2 separate regions of the Triticum aestivum genome follow, and region 2 is linked to region 1. The links are chromatin contacts, called in public Hi-C maps. All regions are on one chromosome and are shown on one strand. Each heading gives the region's core, a stretch centred on a gene start, on an enhancer-like site or on the middle of the called end of the contact. The rest is flanking DNA. Distances are from core to core; before and after follow the strand shown. Region 1 holds the start of LOC123099979 (senescence associated gene 20). Region 2 has its middle 13 kb from the start of LOC123099980.

Evidence for each region. Hi-C and Micro-C count contacts between places; a contact is called where the count stands out from the background.
Region 2: a contact with region 1 is called in a Hi-C map of leaf, with 5 times the contacts expected there. The contact joins the enhancer-like site here to the promoter of LOC123099979 in region 1. A contact is called at or near these places in 5 of 5 Hi-C or Micro-C datasets (leaf, root and an unstated tissue) and 1 of 1 datasets of contacts at active chromatin or transcription factors (leaf).

Annotation. Positions count from the first base shown.
Region 1 is chr4D:329,463,739-329,467,804 of IWGSC CS RefSeq v2.1, reverse strand. LOC123099979 (senescence associated gene 20) reads right to left here and starts at 1,526. Exons shown (of 1, transcript XM_044521988.1): 1 at 580-1,526. The coding sequence starts at 1,164. The coding sequence ends at 748.
Region 2 is chr4D:329,811,778-329,816,690 of IWGSC CS RefSeq v2.1, reverse strand. No RefSeq gene overlaps it. Among protein-coding and RNA genes, the nearest start is that of LOC123099980, 13 kb to the left of the region's middle. Within about 2 kb of position 1,855, at least 8 of the 8 cell types and tissues checked have an H3K27ac peak or open chromatin away from gene starts, as enhancers often do. A contact at or near this core is called in leaf and root, where this site is marked.

The DNA of each region.
Region 1 (4,066 bases), core at 277-2,776:
CAAGGTCGGGGTGAGCTGCGGCGACAGCGGCGAGGTGGCGTGGCGAGCTGCGGTGGGCGAGGTGGCGCGGGAGCTCGCCCTCCAAGTGTTCGACGAAATGACGACGCGGACATGTCTAAAATGCATCCTGCGCCCGTTGGGCGAACCGGCCTACCCAAACAAAAAAAGACACGCACACACGGACGGACGACCCAGACAGACAAAAAGCGAACAAAATCCTTGTCCGTTCGAGTCCCCCCTTGAGTTGCTCTCAGTTCCTGACTCAACAAGTTTTCAATATGTGATCAAATCAAATTAAGAGGGAGTAGCTCGGTTCAGCTGAAGACCGGTCATGACCAGTGGCGGACCTTCATGGGCCCAACCTGGGCGGTGGCTCCCCCAGCCCAAGAAAAATTCACATAATACATGTTAGTTTTTGTGCTGGATGTTCAGTAAAAACAGGCTAAACCTCGTAGTTTTGCCCCTCCTTAGCCCATTGCCCCTCCAAAGATTAGGCCCAAGCTCCGCCACTGGTCATGACACCAAGGAAACAGGAAAGAAAGAAAATGAAATGAAGGTGAATCATCGCACATTGCCCAAGGCTCCAATACGATATACTTTTATTCAGCCGCAGCAGCAAGCCATTGCCGCAGTAGCAGTAGTACACACCATAATCCATGATCTAGACCAAATAAATCACACTGCTAATTCAAGCACGCAAAGCAACTCCTTTGACTTCTAGTTACTCATTCGTAGGCTCTCATGTTGTTAGATGGCGAGGACGAGGCCCGGCAGCGACTTGCGCGCGCGGTCGCTGCGGCGGCTCTGCCACAGGCACTTGGGCCACTTGGGCGTGTGCGCCGGCGAGGAGAGGCCCGAGGACGTAGACGAGGAGGGGGAGGAAGAGGCAGAAGAAGAGGAGGAGTGGCTAGGGGAGCCCGCGCTGGCGTTGTTGGTGGCCGCCGCGGCGGAGAGGCGGGTGACGGTGAGGTCGGTGTTGAAGTACTCCCTGAGCTGAGTGATCACCCCATCGGGCCCGACGGTCCAGGCGTGCACCCAGTAGAGGAGCTGGCCGGCGCCGTCCGCGCTCCCCTCGGCGATGACGGTGGAGCCGAAGGCGTCGACGGAGCGGGGGGAGAACCTGAACTCGGCGTTGGTGCCTGCGCCGGTGAGGAGGCGCATCATGTGCTGGTGCGCCGGCGGGCCATGGAACCACCACTCGAGGTCCGGGGCGAGCAGCTCCTGCGCCCGGCGCGCGTCGCGGGCGTTGAGCGCCTCGTAGAGGCGCAGCACGAGGAACTTGCCGCGCTGCTCCTCCGTCTCCCCGGCCAGCTCCGCGTCCGGCGCCGGCGCCGCCGCGAGGGTCTGCTGATGGTTAGCCAGCTCCTGGCGCGAAGCCCCGCGTAGGCTCCGGTCTCCGCTGCTTGAAGGAGAGGTCGAGGAAGCCTCTTGCGAGGCGAGGCGGGCGCGGTACTGGAGCCTGGTGGAGGCGATGGATTGAGCTTGGAGCTGCTGGAGACTGGCGAGAGGGGTGGAGGGTTTAGCGGGCGCGGAGCAGCTTATATAGGCCGTAGGAATGCCCATTTTCTACTGTGCGTGCTTATCCCTGGCGGGGGCGCGTTTTTGAAGCGTTACCATTAGCGAGTCTTTATCTGTCATTTTCATTTCTGTCGTCGGGACCAAGTTTAGGACTAGGAACGGTAGCAAACATGCGTGTTTTCTTTTCAGCTTAGTGCAGGATACGGTGCAACGCTAGCTGCGTCAAGTCTGTCTGGGCCATTGGATGAGACCTCTGCAGCTGCAGTAGTCCATTATCCATTTTATGTACAACAACCAGTGTTGCGTAACAATCTGCGGGCACAAGCTTGCGCCGTTGGAGAGACATGTGATGCCAAAGGGCTGATTAGTACAACGCAAACGATATTGAAAGGAGACGGACTCGTGAGCCGTCACTTGTCAGAAGGAAGAGGCGGCCCCAGCCACATCTTGGGGCGGTGAGCTTCGGGGTAGGTGTCGCTCGCTCGGTCCGTAGCCACGAGCGGAGGCGGCGATAATCGCGTCAGTGTCTCCGCGAAGGACCGACGAAAGTGGTTCCTTCTCAAAGGATGATCGCCCGCCATGTCGTGTGTCTAGCTCTAGCCTACCGATCCGATCCAATCCAGTGCTCCCTTCCCTGCGCCTGCATCTTGAGGGGTAGGAGCGTACGCACGCACGTACGCTGTGGCATGCATGCATGACACTAGGGCATGGCACAGTAGGAGCAGTACAATACTCGCAATAATGCGGCGCCTTTTAGGCAGCATGGTTTGTCGTCTGCCGGGGGCGTGGCAATCGGGGGAGGCCTAGCCAGGCAGAGGCAGAGTCGTCATCGTCACCGAACCGGCCGAGAGCACGTACGTACTAGCAGCGCATCCGGCAGTATCGCCGCACCACGGAATAATGAATTCCGTTGGGGGAAAGGAGGAGGAGGAGCAAAAATGGTGTTAAAAACACCCAGTTCGATGCATTGGTTGGTTGGTGCGCACTCGTGATGCAGCAGCAAAATCTTCAGCCAGAAAAATGAGTGTAGTATCGCTGAGACGAGCTGCTGTCTCACGCCCCACGTATGTGCATGCATCGACGGAGCATCTGCTTACAGCCAAACACCGGCTTAACTGAATGAACTCAAATACAAACAGTCAAACTAGTTCTTTGACTCTTCTTCGTCTTCTAACCAGGCAAGTAGCCAAGTACACATCCAACCATAGATAAAACAACAAGTTGCTACACATGGTCCGGTTCACCGTCCATCTCAGTGCACCAGTAGCCACTGCAGCAGCAAATCAAATCACCCACTAGCCCGCTTTCGTCCTTTACTTGCTTTTGGCCTTTTACCCCGTCCGTTGCGCAGACAAGACAATATCATTTTACAAAGTCTCTTGTTACCGTTACTTGTATAAGAAGACGATGATCGGCGACAAATGGACGCAACACAAGAGAATAATCTATGACATTACACGTTGACACTTGCTTGCTCTCAGGCTTGAGTAATTACTAGTTAAGTAGAGTTAGTGCGTCTCTATTCATTTCCACTTGCTGGAATCAGGCCGGCGCGGGGCGCCTCATCCTCATCTTCCCTCGTCAAAAGCTGGCCTGCTCATTCGCCTCATTGCCTGCAGTCACAAGAAAGATAATAAATACTACTGCTGCTGCAATTAATGAAAGTAATTAGGTCCAACAAAGGGATTGTAATAAGAGTCGATCCTGCAGACGCATGTATATGCACCCATCCCACCCATGTAAAGCATTGCTTTCGGTGGTTCGGTGAAAAGCTGGGGGATGATCGAGCCGCCCATTAGCTCCTCTGTTAGCCAAGGTCAAAAACTCCTAGAGACACGAAGGCTTGGTTTATTTTTTGAAAAAGAGGATGACCCCGCCTCTACATCTGGGAGATGCATGCGGCCATTTTATTGATCATTCTCGAGGACCTTATAAAGTAGAACAACAATATGTCTGAATCCGCATCTTGGCAACATCTACCGCTACTCCTATCAAATGACGAAGGAGTGCAAGCTAGGCCACGTACCCAGACCTCTCACCTGAGCCTAACATCTAAAGCCGGAGGCCCCGACCAAGCCATGTGCCGGGTCCGGGGCTCAAACCGGTCCGACGCACTCACATGTGTCGTCGCCGCCATCTTCCATTGGTCCATCTTCAGAGCAGATTGAGGTGACAACCTTGGCAGGTCCTCCGCCATCGACGCCATCACGACGACAAACGACGACCTCCACCTACGCGAGCCATGGCAAGTCCTCCGTCATTGACGCCACCACGACGCCAGCCTACGACCTCCACCTACGCGAGTCCATCTCCAAGCAACGGACGTAAATCCATGCTAGGATAGGGCCGCACCACCGCCGTCGCCCATCACCCACAAGCGCCACTCAACTCCAAGGTTCCCAAAGCGGCGCCTTCAAGAAGGGAACGGCGCCGTGAGCGCCGCCGCCGCTCAACAAAGTTAGGGCTTTCGCCCGGGAGACCGAGGGAAAGGTGAAGTGAGGAGATCAGTCCATACCGACGCCTCCAAGGAGGGGGGCGGCGCCCTCAG
Region 2 (4,913 bases), core at 606-3,105, 350 kb before region 1:
GCAGTTAAATAAAAATATTAATACACAAAGCTCAATCAGCACCAAGAAAAGGGGTCAAAAGATGTACAACTGAACTGAACTGATGAATGTTATTGGGGCTTTTTCATGCACCGCAAGCTATTCTTTTATTCGCCTGAGAAAATTACAGTGATGTTGTCTACACAACACAGATTACTCTTCCACCCTGATCAGCCCCTACCTTACAATGAGCTAAATGGCACAAATACATCTATTTAACTATTACACCATTTCGAGTAAAACGGAAGGATGGCTCATTAACTAATCAACGCAGCAAACTACTATCACAATATATTGAAAATCATCACCAGGCTCAATCTGTATTATTGGTTGGACTATACAAAACGTGAAACATGGTCTGGTCTACAGTAATTGAACGACTGGGATTCTAACCATTGTGTGGGATCAATGATACAGTTTTGGTAGGTAACACTTTAGTTAACATGACGAACGTGCTTGGGGAACTGGAAAAAAGTGTAACTTTAGAAAAACTGAAAAGACCTCCACGCCAAAAATAACCTCTCCAACCTGTATGCAAAATTGCAAACAATATTGATTTGATATGAATTTAAACAAAAACAGAAATCAAGAGAAGTCAAGAAGTGCATACTGGACCATGCTTAAACTCCGTCAGGGGTTAGATCTTAAGTCAGGCCTGCTAAACATCTTGCACACACACACACACACACACACAGGAAAAATCAAGCCAAGAAGGACGGCATGGTTGATTTAGTCTAGCTGAAATTGACGCACCAAAAATGGCACACGCCAAATCGAGCAGTAGTTCTACTACTGCATAATGCAAGGTTTAATATAAGTGGACCAGATTTATTTAAGTTATGTCATGCAAATCACACAGGTCCAATATACGTTTACAGAGAAAAATCTTTGATATGTGTACATGAAAGGTCGCCTCATTTCTGAAAACACAAACCCACCCTAACTTTTCACATGAACAAAATGCAGTTTTTCTCTTCCTTGAAGATATTACATGACTCGGCAAGTCGGCATCTTCTTGTAGGAAAGGGAGAGTAAAGAAACAAGAAAATAGCACAGGCAATTGCTCACAAGACTACACTCACCTTCATATGATCTGAAACAAGAAAAATTTGCAAGAGGCGTGAAGGGGATGAAGGATTGGGAGAAGCTCACCTTGACATCACCTGAGCTCCTCCCGTGCGCACCATCTTCAGCCGTCGGGACTTCACCTTCCCTGCGCTCCATGAGGATTCTGATCCTTCCCTATCGCTGGCCTCTCCTCCATCCCATGAGGCGTCCGCCGTCTGGGCTGCCGGCCTCGCTGCTCCACCCCACACCGCTGGCCTCTTGGCCCTCCCCTGCTCCTTCACCCCCAGAGGTGCCATCTAGCCGAGGAGGGGGTGTTGAAGATGAACGTGAAGGTGGAAGACGGGGCGAGGCGCGCCAATAGGAAGGAGGAACATCGCAGAAGAGAGAGAGAGAGAGCAGGAGAAGAACGGGTGCGGCGACGGACAAGGGAGGGAGCAGGGAGGGACGTGGTTGTTGTGATTTGAGGCTGCCCATGACGGGCCGCACGATGCGCGGCGTGCGAGGACAGGTTCGCTCGCACCACGACCCCGACGAAACGGCATCCAGGACAGCCGACGGAGCGGGACCAGGAGCAGCGCCGGGCCACCCGTCATCGCGGAAGGCCAAAGGTGAGTGCAGAAACCGAGTGCACACGCACCGGCCGGCCCCTCCACAGTTGCTGCCCACAACGCACGACGCGGGCAGTGCGCCAGGAGCGTCCCAGAGCGGTTGACCCCAAAAAACTCTAGCCTACACGTACACCGCGGGACATGCACCCCGTGCAACCGATGAATGGGACCAAGGCAGCACCGGCCCACCAGTCAGCTGCCGCGGACGGAGATACCGGGTGCATAAGCGCTGGCCCACGCCGCACGACGCCGACTCCGCGTGATGGGACACGTGACGCTGCATGTCTGGGTGACCCGAGTAACTCTAACCCAATGGAAATCCTCGCCTGTGACGCTCGCGCACGTGGCGCGGCAGGATCGGCCGCCCAAGCACCAAAAAAGGCTCACCCAGCCAATCGGTTGAGAGGCCGAGCCCACAGGTCATGGCCTGCATGAACTCACCCCGCGGTCAAAACGAAAATGACCGAAGATCCAACGTCAACCAAGGAATAAATCTACTATTTGACCACCATCCAACGGCCCAAATCGAACCAAAACGAGGGACAACCGAGGAGACGAGTTGGCTAGCCTCATTATATGTTAAAATGAAGCTAAGCTTTTCCATATAGATCGTGGAGGAAGGGGATACTGGCAGGCAGGCAGGCAACGTTGGGACACCGTGAGGGGCAAAATTGATAAATTTGACCTATGGACCAAATCAAATCACAGAATGAACTGTCCGTGAAACTATTTCACGCGGTTGACCTTTTTGTGTGACGCCCGACATGAAGGCGCCACACTACACTGTGCAACGCCTCACAGATAGGCGCTACATGCCTGGCCAGCGTCACACCCGTGTGATCCGAAAATTACTAAGTCAGTGTGCAGCGCCTGAGAGCTAGGCGCCACACTATACAGTGTAGTGCCTAGCTTCTAGGCGTTGCACTAGTGGTTGCTTCATTTTATAGTGCAACCACTAGTGGTTGCTTCATTTTATAGTGCAACCACTAGTGCAGTGCCTGAGAGCTAGGCGCCACACTATACAGTGCAGCGCCTAGCTCTTAGGCTCTGCACAATGACTTAGCAATTTTTAGGCAGTCTGGGGTGCAACGCTGGCCAGGCGTGTAGCGCCTATCTGTGAGGCGTTGCACAATGTAGTGTGGTGCCTTTGTGTCGGGCGTCACATAAAAAGGTCAGCCGTGTGAAATAGTTTCACGGACAATTCATTCTGTGATTTGATTTCGTCCACAGGTCAAATTTGTCAAATTTGCCACCGTGAGGCACCTACCTTAGATGGGCCACCTTTCCCAAACGGATCGGTCTGCGCAGTGTTTTTAAAAGGACCCCATATATTAATTAATTAATAAGGTTATTACAATAGTTCATTACAAAACATTAAAAAGGACCCCAGGACGGAACACTATTAAGAAGAATCCCATCAGATTTACTAATAAAACTAAACTTCGCAATTTCGTGAGCACCCCATTGGCTAGCTGATTAATTTTTGCAATTTAAAAATTCTTAAACATCCTCGATATATTCAAGGCTTCTTTCTTCATATCAACAAGCGGAGACATGTCAAGATTATCATTTGCAAGGAAAGAACGAACAAAAGCACAATCAGTCTCCAAAATAATGGACTGGTGAAGAGTAATACCGATGGGCCTGCCAGGCATGCACGCAGCTCCGCTTCATTCACACTGGAACACTGACCCAGAAAGTCCCACAAAGAAGTAATAACTTCACCAGATGAATTCCTAGCAACCACCCCCATACTGGCTGCACTAATACTCTCCACATAGCTGGCATCAGCATTGATCTTGATATAATCATATGGTGGAGGCTTCCACCGCACATGATCTTGTAATGGTGCGAAAACTGGTATAACACCTCCCATTTTTTCTTTACCTCTGTTACTAGGAAGAACCTCAATAGTGTTAAGAAGACCAATAATTGTCCACGAAAATTGCAGAAGCAACAATGGATTCCTTCCCCTTTCCAAAAATTAAATCATTTCTCAGGTGCCAGGCTCGCCAGAAAAGAAACAAAATTTGCTCACCCTGTTGCAAGTTCAAATGACCCAACAAAATCAAAAGCCAATCTAGTCCCGAGAATTTGAACCACTCTAGGAATATTCCATGATGCTCTCAAAGCCAATCGCATAGCCCGAGCCTTAGAACCAGTAACAAGATAATGAAAAGTGCTTTCATCTTCTACTCCGCAAATAGAGCACATACCTGAAGTAATATGATGGTGTTTAACTCTATTAGTCTGGACTGCCAAGCTATCGGATGCGGCACGCCATGCAAAAATCCTTATCTTCTGAGGGATATTAGCCTTCCAAACTAGACTCCAAAGCCTTCTTTCTCCGTATGGTATTGACCCAATTTATCTTGACTATCCTTCAACTTAAGCGCTAAATTATATGCACTTTTAACGACAAATATACCATTCTTCTCATAGTGCCACACAATAAAATCCTCACCCGAATCTTAAGAATCTCCTCTGCATCATGGGGATAGAAAAGATATTTAATCAAAATTTCATCCCATACCTTTCTCCCGCTCAAGAACAAATCGGAGACCCACTTCAATATATTATTATGCCTTTTAGCTGAAATCTTAAGGCCAGAGCTCCTGGGTAACCAATTATCCCTCCGAATATTAATGCTAGATGCATCACCCACCCTCCAAATGACACCCTTCTTAAGCAATTCCAGACCATGCATAATACCTTGCCAAGTCACTGATGCAGACTGTGGAAACACCATGTCAAGAATATGTCCCTGAGGATAATACTTTGCCTTCATCAACTTAGCACACAACGAATACGAATAAACCAATAACCACCACGCTTGTTTGGCTAAGAGGGCTTGGTTAAATAATTTGAGATCCCAAAATCCCATACCTCCCTTACCTTTAGACCTTGTTAATTTGTCCCACGCTAACCAATTTGTTTTCCTTCTGTCTTCCTCATCTCCCCACCAAAAATTCTTGATAATCTGGGATAACTCCTCACAAAGGGAAGCTGTAAACTTAAAGATACCCATAGAATACAGGAAGAGCCTGAATAACTAATTTTATTAAGTCTTCCTTCACCCACACAAAGCGTATTTCTAGATCCAGTCAGAGAGTCTTTTCAAAACCTTTTATTTAGTAGATTGAAACTTACCAGCTTTCATTCTTCTCTCGAGAACCGATAGTCCAAGATATTTATCTTCGAACCCATGGATCGTAATTT